Linked DNA regions of Anas platyrhynchos: regions 1 and 3 are each linked to region 2. A link is a contact called in public Hi-C data. All regions are on one chromosome and are shown on one strand. The core of a region is the stretch at or near the end of the contact, and the rest is flanking DNA. Distances in the headings are between cores, read along the strand shown.

The links. Hi-C and Micro-C count contacts between places; a contact is called where the count stands out from the background.
Region 1: a contact with region 2 is called in a Hi-C map of skeletal muscle, with 2.0 times the contacts expected there. The contact joins the promoter of TM2D1 here to the enhancer-like site in region 2. A contact is called at or near these places in 4 of 8 Hi-C or Micro-C datasets (liver, skeletal muscle and subcutaneous adipose tissue).
Region 3: a contact with region 2 is called in a Hi-C map of subcutaneous adipose tissue, with 3 times the contacts expected there. The contact joins two enhancer-like sites. A contact is called at or near these places in 3 of 8 Hi-C or Micro-C datasets (liver, skeletal muscle and subcutaneous adipose tissue).

Annotation. Positions count from the first base shown.
Region 1 is chr8:36,676,047-36,678,746 of IASCAAS_PekinDuck_T2T, forward strand. It overlaps TM2D1 (TM2 domain containing 1), which reads right to left and starts at 1,433. Exons shown (of 7, transcript XM_072041448.1): 1 at 1,245-1,433; 2 at 476-545. The coding sequence starts at 1,433. It overlaps LOC140002995 (a long non-coding RNA gene), which reads left to right and starts at 1,740. Exons shown (of 2, transcript XR_011810841.1): 1 at 1,740-1,879; 2 at 2,358-2,700.
Region 2 is chr8:36,380,402-36,383,172 of IASCAAS_PekinDuck_T2T, forward strand. The region is part of intron 2 of NFIA (nuclear factor I A); the gene reads left to right. Among named protein-coding and RNA genes, the nearest start is that of NFIA, 110 kb to the left of the region's middle. Within about 2 kb of position 1,345, at least 1 of the 8 cell types and tissues checked has an H3K27ac peak or open chromatin away from gene starts, as enhancers often do. A contact at or near this core is called in subcutaneous adipose tissue, where this site is marked.
Region 3 is chr8:36,657,604-36,660,385 of IASCAAS_PekinDuck_T2T, forward strand. TM2D1 (TM2 domain containing 1) reads right to left here. Exons shown (of 7, transcript XM_072041448.1): 7 at 734-1,986. Among named protein-coding and RNA genes, the nearest start is that of TM2D1, 18 kb to the right of the region's middle. Within about 2 kb of position 1,293, at least 3 of the 8 cell types and tissues checked have an H3K27ac peak or open chromatin away from gene starts, as enhancers often do. A contact at or near this core is called in subcutaneous adipose tissue, where this site is marked.

The DNA.
Region 1 (2,700 bases), core at 183-2,682, 300 kb after region 2:
AAGAAAATCTGAATTTAACGTCAAAATAAGCGTAACTGCTTTCAAAAGAGACCCTTATGGCACCAAAAACTCTTGATGACGGAAGGCACCATCCTTCCTTAAAAGAATTATACAGATTTTGAAGGTTTTGAGGTTGCTCTGCCATATGTCAGTTCTTCTAAGTATATGCAAAACTGAGTAGGACAGGAATGGTTTGCTCTAATCACAGTAGAGAAGGACAGGGCCTAGAAGATATGACATACTTTGAAGAGGCTTACCAGAAACCTCACTTAAAAACGTACCAACGAGAGACAACGTATTTATTCATTTTCAGTGAAGCATCCCATGTACACAAATGTTCCAGGCTTTCACACTAATGACATTACTAATCCCATGTTTTAAAAGCTCATCTAGCAGATACATAAATGCATGAATTAAATGCTTCCTTGGAAAATGTAATTACTGTCAATATATGTTAGAAATTGGAAATCCTTACCATATGCCGTGTGATTTGTACAATTCATTGGTTCTTGTGTGCTATTGTCTATTTTAGGCTCATCACACATATATGTTCAGGTAATTGAGGAAAACATTTCTCATATCAAACACTACAACAGGTTTAACATTAATTTATTCCACCCTCTTTAACCTCTGAGGATTAAAGATGTACCTTGATGTCAGTTTTCCTCCCTCCCCATCCCCCCAAATAGGAACAGCACATTACCATACAGCAAATCTGCTAATCCAATTTAATACATCAATATATTGCATAAGCTCCACGCTTAATTAGTGCTGCAGTCAGCACTACCTAAGGGAACTACAATATTTATCAGTCACAGTCTCTGTATTTGAAGGCGACAAGGTAGAAAACCCCAGCCTATGCTTCCTTCCTTATTTTGATACCGGGGTACCTTTAAACCGAGGCATTTGGTTGAGAAGATTAAAGCTACAATAACAAATTTCAAAGAACACCTAAAAACGAACATCGGAAACGCCGGGAATTTGGACTAAAGAAATCGTGAGCAGGAACAAATTTTCAGAGGGCTGAACTCCCACGGCCAAGTAAGGCAGGAGGTGAAATTAACTTTTTTTTTCCAAGCTACCCCCAAACAAACCCGTGCCACCACACACACACACCCCCTCCCTCCCGCCCCTTCCACCCGAGGGTGTCCCTGCCACCACCGCTGCCCCCCGGTGCCTCACAGCCGCCGGCCCCATCCCCTCAGCCCCCGACCCCCGTCCCCCCCGCCGCGGCCGCGCTCAGGATATTGCCCCAGCCGCAGCTCGTCGCACTTGGGCGGCGGCTCCGAGCTCGCCGCTGCCCTCACGGCTGCGAACCAGAGGAGGAAGAGGAGAAAAGGGAGGAGGAAGGGGAACGGGGCATCGGCCGCCCCTCGCCACCTCAGCACCGTCCCCGCCGCTCCCGCCGGCCGCCGCCCCGGCCGGGCGGCCATCTTGGGAGCCGCGGCCGCCGTCAGTGACGCCGCGGGGGGGGAGGAGGAGGAGAAGGAGGAGGAGGAGGAGCGGCCCCACCGCCCTGCCTCCGGGGGAGCCGGCTGCGCGGGCGGCCCTCTGGGTGCCGCTTTTATTTATTTATTTGTCTATTTTTGGCTCTTTCAGGGGTTGGCCTCGGTAAATATGGCTCCTGAGGCGGCTCGGGGAGGCGGTGAGGGCACAGCGTGCCCTTACCCAAGATGGCGCCCGTGCAGGCCCGCCGGGCTCTGTACCCTGGACAAAGATGGCCGCCCGAGGGACGGCGCCCCTCTGCCCTTACCCAAGATGTCGGCCCCGCCTCAGCGGGGCGGCGCGGGGCGATGGGGGGCGGTGAAGGGGCTGTGAGGGGACCCGGGGCTGCTCTCGGGGGGCGTCCTCCTCTACAGGAACCGCCTGGAAGCGGCTGGTGAGGACTGGGTTAGGAGGGGTGAGAGCAGCGTGGGCAGGCGGTTGAGGGACAAGTACGGGGCTGAGGGACGATCACCGGCATGGCAGGCCTAACCTCCCGCCTGGTGCCCGTGAACACTGTCCTGGCACTGCTCTGGGAGCTGTGGGCACCTTCGAGAGAGTTTCAGAGAAAATTCCTCAGATCTGAGGTAAAGTGGGTGGCCCGTGCCCGCCCGGCTCTGCCAGGCCCGGCTAGGAGAGCCCTCGAGCCGTCTTGTGTTTTCATGTAAAATTGTGATTGTGTACTGGTAAAGTACCTTCTCTTGCTTCGTTTTTCTTTTTCTCTACTTTTTTTTTTTTTTAAATGTGTGCTAAATACCTGCAGAAGACAAGCTTTATCTTCATCACTGTTTGCTCCTCGTAAAGTATTTTTTTGTGGTGATAACCAACCTTTGTTTGTTTCTCACTTTTTAAAGAGTTATTCCATATTTTTCTAGTGCTTGTTTCTGAAAGCATCAGTTTTCAGCTGTGAGCTGCTGGGGATCACGGACTGTTTGAGGTGAAGAGACTGTTCAGTGGTGAACGTACTTGGGAAAGGCAGCACTACTGTCAGAAGTTTCCATCCACGCTAGAAGCATTTCCTGAAAAACAAATGGGGACCTAGAAGCTTTAAAAGCTTGGAAACAACTCCCAGGTGGTATTTAAGAGAATGTCATTAACCAGCCCTTTTTAAAGTCTTCTGGTTTCACCAGTGAATGTTTTTGTGGATGAATGGTGACTTAGGGATGAGTCTGTCAGTACCAATGAAAGGTCTGTTATGGCCCCAGGTGCTCAGAGAAT
Region 2 (2,771 bases), core at 95-2,594:
TCCTCTGAGCTTTGCTGAAGCAGGACTGCTCGTGACACTACACAGATCGTGTGGCCTGCTGGCAAACCCCATTTCTTGGGATATTTGTTATTTGGGGGGCTCTGGTGTGCCCCTCTGGATCCCCCCCGTGTCTCGGGGCTATCCCGGGGGAATCAGGTGCCGTGCCCAGGACTGCAAAGCATCGGAGCCGCGTCTCCACCTGCAGCCACTGCAGCTTCGTTATTGAATTACATTAACAGGCCGCCCTCTAGTGTCATATTTTATTACATGGGTAAAAAAAAAATGGGCCGGGCAGGTAAAAATCCGCGTCTTCGCTCGGTGAGCACCAGCCAGCGCGTCACCCACACGAGTGGCCACGGAGAGTTTTTCGAGAGCATGTCGAGAAGCCCTCTGCCGGGTTAGAGTCCCTGAAACTTGGTGTGAAAATGGGATTTTTGTGCTGAGGTTCAGGAAATCAGCCCCCAGAAGCCAAAGGAGGATATTTCCCAGATCTGCACAGGCACGTGCTCAGGTGCAGGAGTTACCGTTCCCTAGAATTACGTTTCCGTGGCAGGTTGCACCAGCACCTGGCACCGATGTGTGTCCGTACCCCTGGGGTGATGCGTTCAGCCCTTGTGTAAGAGCCTGGGTGGGATTTGGGGAAACACCGGGGATTGCCCGTCACAGCAGGGCACGGGGCACGACACCCCGAGGGCACCCAGAAATCCTCCGTGTGCGTCCTGCGGGGCGCAGGGCTCAGGCACAGGTTCAAGGGGTGGTGCTGGTGGGTGAGGGTGGGGATGGGGATGAAGATGAGGATGATGAGGGTGAGGATGAGATGAAGGTGAGGATGAGGGTGAGGATGAGGGTGAGGATGAGGATGAGGATGAGGATGAGGATGAGGATGAGGATGAGGATGAGGATGAGGATGAGGATGAGGGTGAGGGTGAGGATGAGGATGGGGATGGGGATGGGGATGAGGATGGGGATGAGGATGAGGATGAGGATGAGGATGAGGATGAGGATGAGGATGAGGATGAGGATGAGGGTGAGGGTGAGGGTGAGGGTGAGGATGAGGATGAGGATGAGGATGAGGATGAGGATGAGGATGAGGATGAGGATGAGGATGAGGATGAGGATGAGGACGGACCGCCGTCTCCCCTGCAGATCTGGGCTGCCAGCAGCCAGCACCGTGCCACCCGCATTCCCTGACCCCCCCCTCCGTCCTTCCTCCTCCTCCTCCTCCTCAATCCCCGACGGGGCCCCCGGGCCGGCAGCGGCCGGGAGGGGGCAGCGCGGGCCCCGCCGCCACCGGGATGGGACCGGGGGGAGCCGGGGGGGGGGGCGGCGGCGGGGTCGCGCCTCCAGGGGGCGCCGCGTGCTCGGCGCGCGGGCACGAGCGGGCACACGCACACGCACCGGGCACGGGTGCGAGCACACAGGCGTGCAGGCGCGTGCACAAGCACGCAGGCGTGTGTGCACACAGATGTGCACACGTGCACGTGGAGTCAGGCACGTGCGTGCACAGGCTGCACACAGGTGTGCACGGTTATGGCCGTGCGTGCACCCAGGCTGCACACGCGTGCACACACAATCACGCCCATGCACGCACAGACTGCACACATGCATGCACACGTGTGCACAATCATGCCTGTGCATGCACACAGGCTGCACACGTGCATGCCCCCATGCATAGATGCACGTGCACCTATCAGCGCGCGTGCACGTGCCTATCATGCACACGCACATGCATGCATCTGCACGTGGCACACGCATTCCCCAGCAGAATTGCAGCCCCACGCTCTCACTGGCTGCTGGGGCCCCGTGGTGCTAAGCAGAGATGGTTTAGGAACAGCCCCGGCGTCCCTGGGCCCCGTGGGGTGGTTGGTGTAAGCCATGGGGCACAGGGTGCACGGGGAGGGAGGGCGGCCCTGCTCTGCTGCGCGGCGGTGACGTTTTATCAGGCAAACATCCTGAGCCGTGTTTTGCAACCCCGCAGCAACGCAACTGGAATTATTTATTATTGTTTCTTCTTATTAATTTAATTAAGTTTTGTTGGTGTAGCATTTTTCCCCCATATTAAAGGAAATGAAGTCAACATCATTAAAAGGAGTGGAAGAGGCGTATGCCAAAGTATTTGTAAGAGCACGTTAAAAATATTCTAATATGAATTCCAGCTGTCTCGCAGTCCACTGCGAACTTCTGCTGAGAAATCCAGCAACGCCGCGGCTCTGCTGCTGCTGTCCTTGGGCCGAATGCAAGCTTGTGGTACCAAGGGGAAGCAACCTTCGCCGTGTCCTACGCTCACACTTTTTAAATCAAGTTAGATAGCCATTTACAGGGGCCTTCGGCGTCCCTCTCGGAGCAGATCTCGTGGTGCTTGCAATTAAACGCCAATTGCACCGCCCTCGTCTGCTCCGGAGGACGGCAGAGAACTTCCTGAGGCCTGGCCAGGGCTGGGGGCGTGCGTGTCCTCGTGTGCCGTGCACAGGGCGGAGGGGACGTGTCCCGTTCTTGTGCAACGGCACCGGGATGCTCCTGCTGCCAGGGGGTGCTCTGCCCCCCATTCCTGGGCACAATGCTCCGTCCCTGCTGCACGTTGCACATGCTGCACGCTGTGCACACTGCACGGTGCACACTGCACATGCTGCACATGCTGCATGGTTCATGCTGCACACACTGCACACCTTCGCCCTCCCAGGGCTCTGGCAGAGGGGGCACACAGCAAGGGACTGAAAGTTAATTGCAGAAAGCCCTGCGTGCTGCTTTACACTGGGGGGCTCATCACAAGC
Region 3 (2,782 bases), core at 43-2,542, 280 kb after region 2:
CACTTTAAAATTAAATGCTATTATTTATGGTAGAACTTGTGCTAGTTAAAAATGCAGACCTCAGCACTATGTACGTTTGTAAGCAGAAGGTTAAGCAGGACATTTTAAATGGTAAAGCAAAGGGCTTAATCAAGGCTGAAGAGCAAAATGCAGTGGGATAACAGATACAGTAAACAGGCATTAATCACCATACAGGCTTAATCCAGGTATTAGGCAGTCTTGGGGCTAATATGAAGACTCACTTGCATAAGGGCTCATTCTATCAACTCTTAAATATGTGAATAACTTTATTCTTGGGAGAAATTTCGTCCAAGTTAAAGGCACTTGCAAGACCAGGCCCATAGTGTGCCTTTGTAAAACGGTCATCACACAATTATTTTGCCTGCAGGGGATTTCTGAATTAGAAGACACGTGTAGGGGTGTGGCTCAAGAAAGGAAAAAATTGAACAGCCGGAGCATCGGGAGCCACTTCTCCAGGCTTTTTCCCTCGACACTGTCTGTTACTGTGACATCGAAATCCAAGCTAAGCACTTCTTGCCAAGGATGGACCAAATAACACCATGGAGCCAGTATCATCTCAGGGGAGACCGCTCGCTGTCTTAGTGACAAATTCAGTCACTACAAATCCAGGCTTAGAACATAGTCCTTCCCGAGCCATAATCCAGTGCTTGCAAACTGTGTTTAACCACTGATGAACTAAAACTTCAGTTTCAAGAAGATAATAGCACATCCATAAGTATGAAACTCACTTTTATTAGGTGTTTAGAAAGGTTCAAGTGCTTCCACATTTAACTTAACATCAAAAATTCCCCATCTCTGTATGAACATACACACCACGTGCACTGACGTCCCGGCACGCAACCCCCATCCTCCAGCCCAAGGTGGGTTTTGGCGTCCTGGTCCATTTTGGCTCACCTACCCCTACCGCCACCTACCCCTGAAACAGAACCTGTAGGCTCAGGGCAAGCCCAACGTGAGCTAACCTGAGGAAAGGGGAAGGAGATGGAAGTGGGGAACGGGGTAGATGGCCACAGTTTATCTATTCAAGGAACAGCAAGATGAAAAAAAATCCACAAACCTTTAATTGTGAATGTAGAAGAGGGACAGTGATGTAACTGTTCCCAGGGAACACTATTCTTATTTTGTAGAGGGAGGTGAGCCAAGATACTTAAGCTCTAGAGAACCTTTAACACAGGAAGCTATTTATCATAACAAGCTTGGTTGATACTGCTCCCATACTGAACCAATTAGATTAGCCTATTTCGTCATACTTCATAACTTGGGATGATAGGTTTCCAAGCATGGTACAGTGCAGTAATTGAATTTTGATCAAACACACATGGCCCATAACCCAGTATGTGAAACTTTCAGAACAGTTCACAGCTTTTAAATATCCAGTCAACATGTTGCCAAAAGTACAGGATGTACTTGATGCAAGTGGGAGAGGAGGGGGGAGCACGAGTCCACGCCGTAACTTGGTACAGCTGTAAAACAAACATTTTTTTGTTCCGATTCTGTTCCTACTTTAGCAAAGGAGCTGGGAGGAAGACAGTGAATGTCAAGTAAGTCGTTTTTCTCCCCAGCCCCCACGCCCCCCAGGCACACATTTCCCTTTTAACATTCTTAGATTACCACAACCTTTTAAATTCACTATACTGTACTTTCATACTGTATTAGACACACCAGCAATTATGTTTGTTAGCATGACACATCCATTGCTTACACTTAGTTAACAAAATAACTTAAAAGTCGCATGCATCATCCTCTTAATAGGGTTATAATCAATGGGACCATGGAATGAAAGCCCTAAAAATTACCCCCCACCTCTGCATTCCCCAGGCTTCTGCCTCTGCCAACACAATCCATATGTTGGGCAGTCTCTTCGGGCTCAAGGTGAACACCCAGTCAGTGCTTTGCAGTCCGTGCTCTCCCCTTACACGTTCTTGCTGTTTTCTTCACAGTAAATCCGAGGACCTGAGGAAGGTTCTGTGTAAAGGAAACAGAATGCATTAATAATTTCATTCCCACCACTCTCCTGACTCGAGGGCAAAGCACCCTCTGCAGAACAGGTTCACGACGAGGAGTTTTGTGCTACTTTATTCTGAGCCAGCCAAACCTGAGCTGCTCTCTGGCCCACCCCTGGCAGCCTGGCACGCTGGAGCAGTGGGGCAGGATAACCCCGGGCGCTGCCAACTTCCTTCTCGTTTGAATGCTTCGACCTGAAAGGCAGTCGGAGGCTGTGCAGCTCTCCCAGCACCTCGGGCATCTCAGCTCCCCGAAAGGGAAGCACCAGGGCAGCCAGCACCTTGGTTTTAGCTGAGGTGGTGCAAGAGACATAAAAGCTGGCAATTACTGCGACAGCCCTCCAAAGGATGGAGGTTTACCCCAGTGCTTCTGGTTGCGCTCCGTGGATCAGCTGCCTCCAAGACGTCTCACACACCTGCTCTGGAGTGCAGCTGTGTAAGAGAAGCAGCCACAGGTTCCAAGGGGAGAAATGGTGCTTTCCAGAGGTAACAAAACGTGCATCTCGCTCTGTCCTGCCACTGGTTGGGGACAGGTACATCGCACAGGTACAGCCACCCCTGTGTGAGACAGAGTGCAGGAGGATGCACTGGAACCCTTCTCCCTCCCCGCCCCACGCCTGACTAAGTTATGATGCTGCAGAGAAAATTAAAAGAAAAAAAAAAGAAAAAGAATTCAGTGTTCAACTTATCAAACTTGGTCCAAGTTTCAGCTCAAACCAAGGTTAAACAGGCCTGTTCTAAGCCTCTTAGAGATAGGA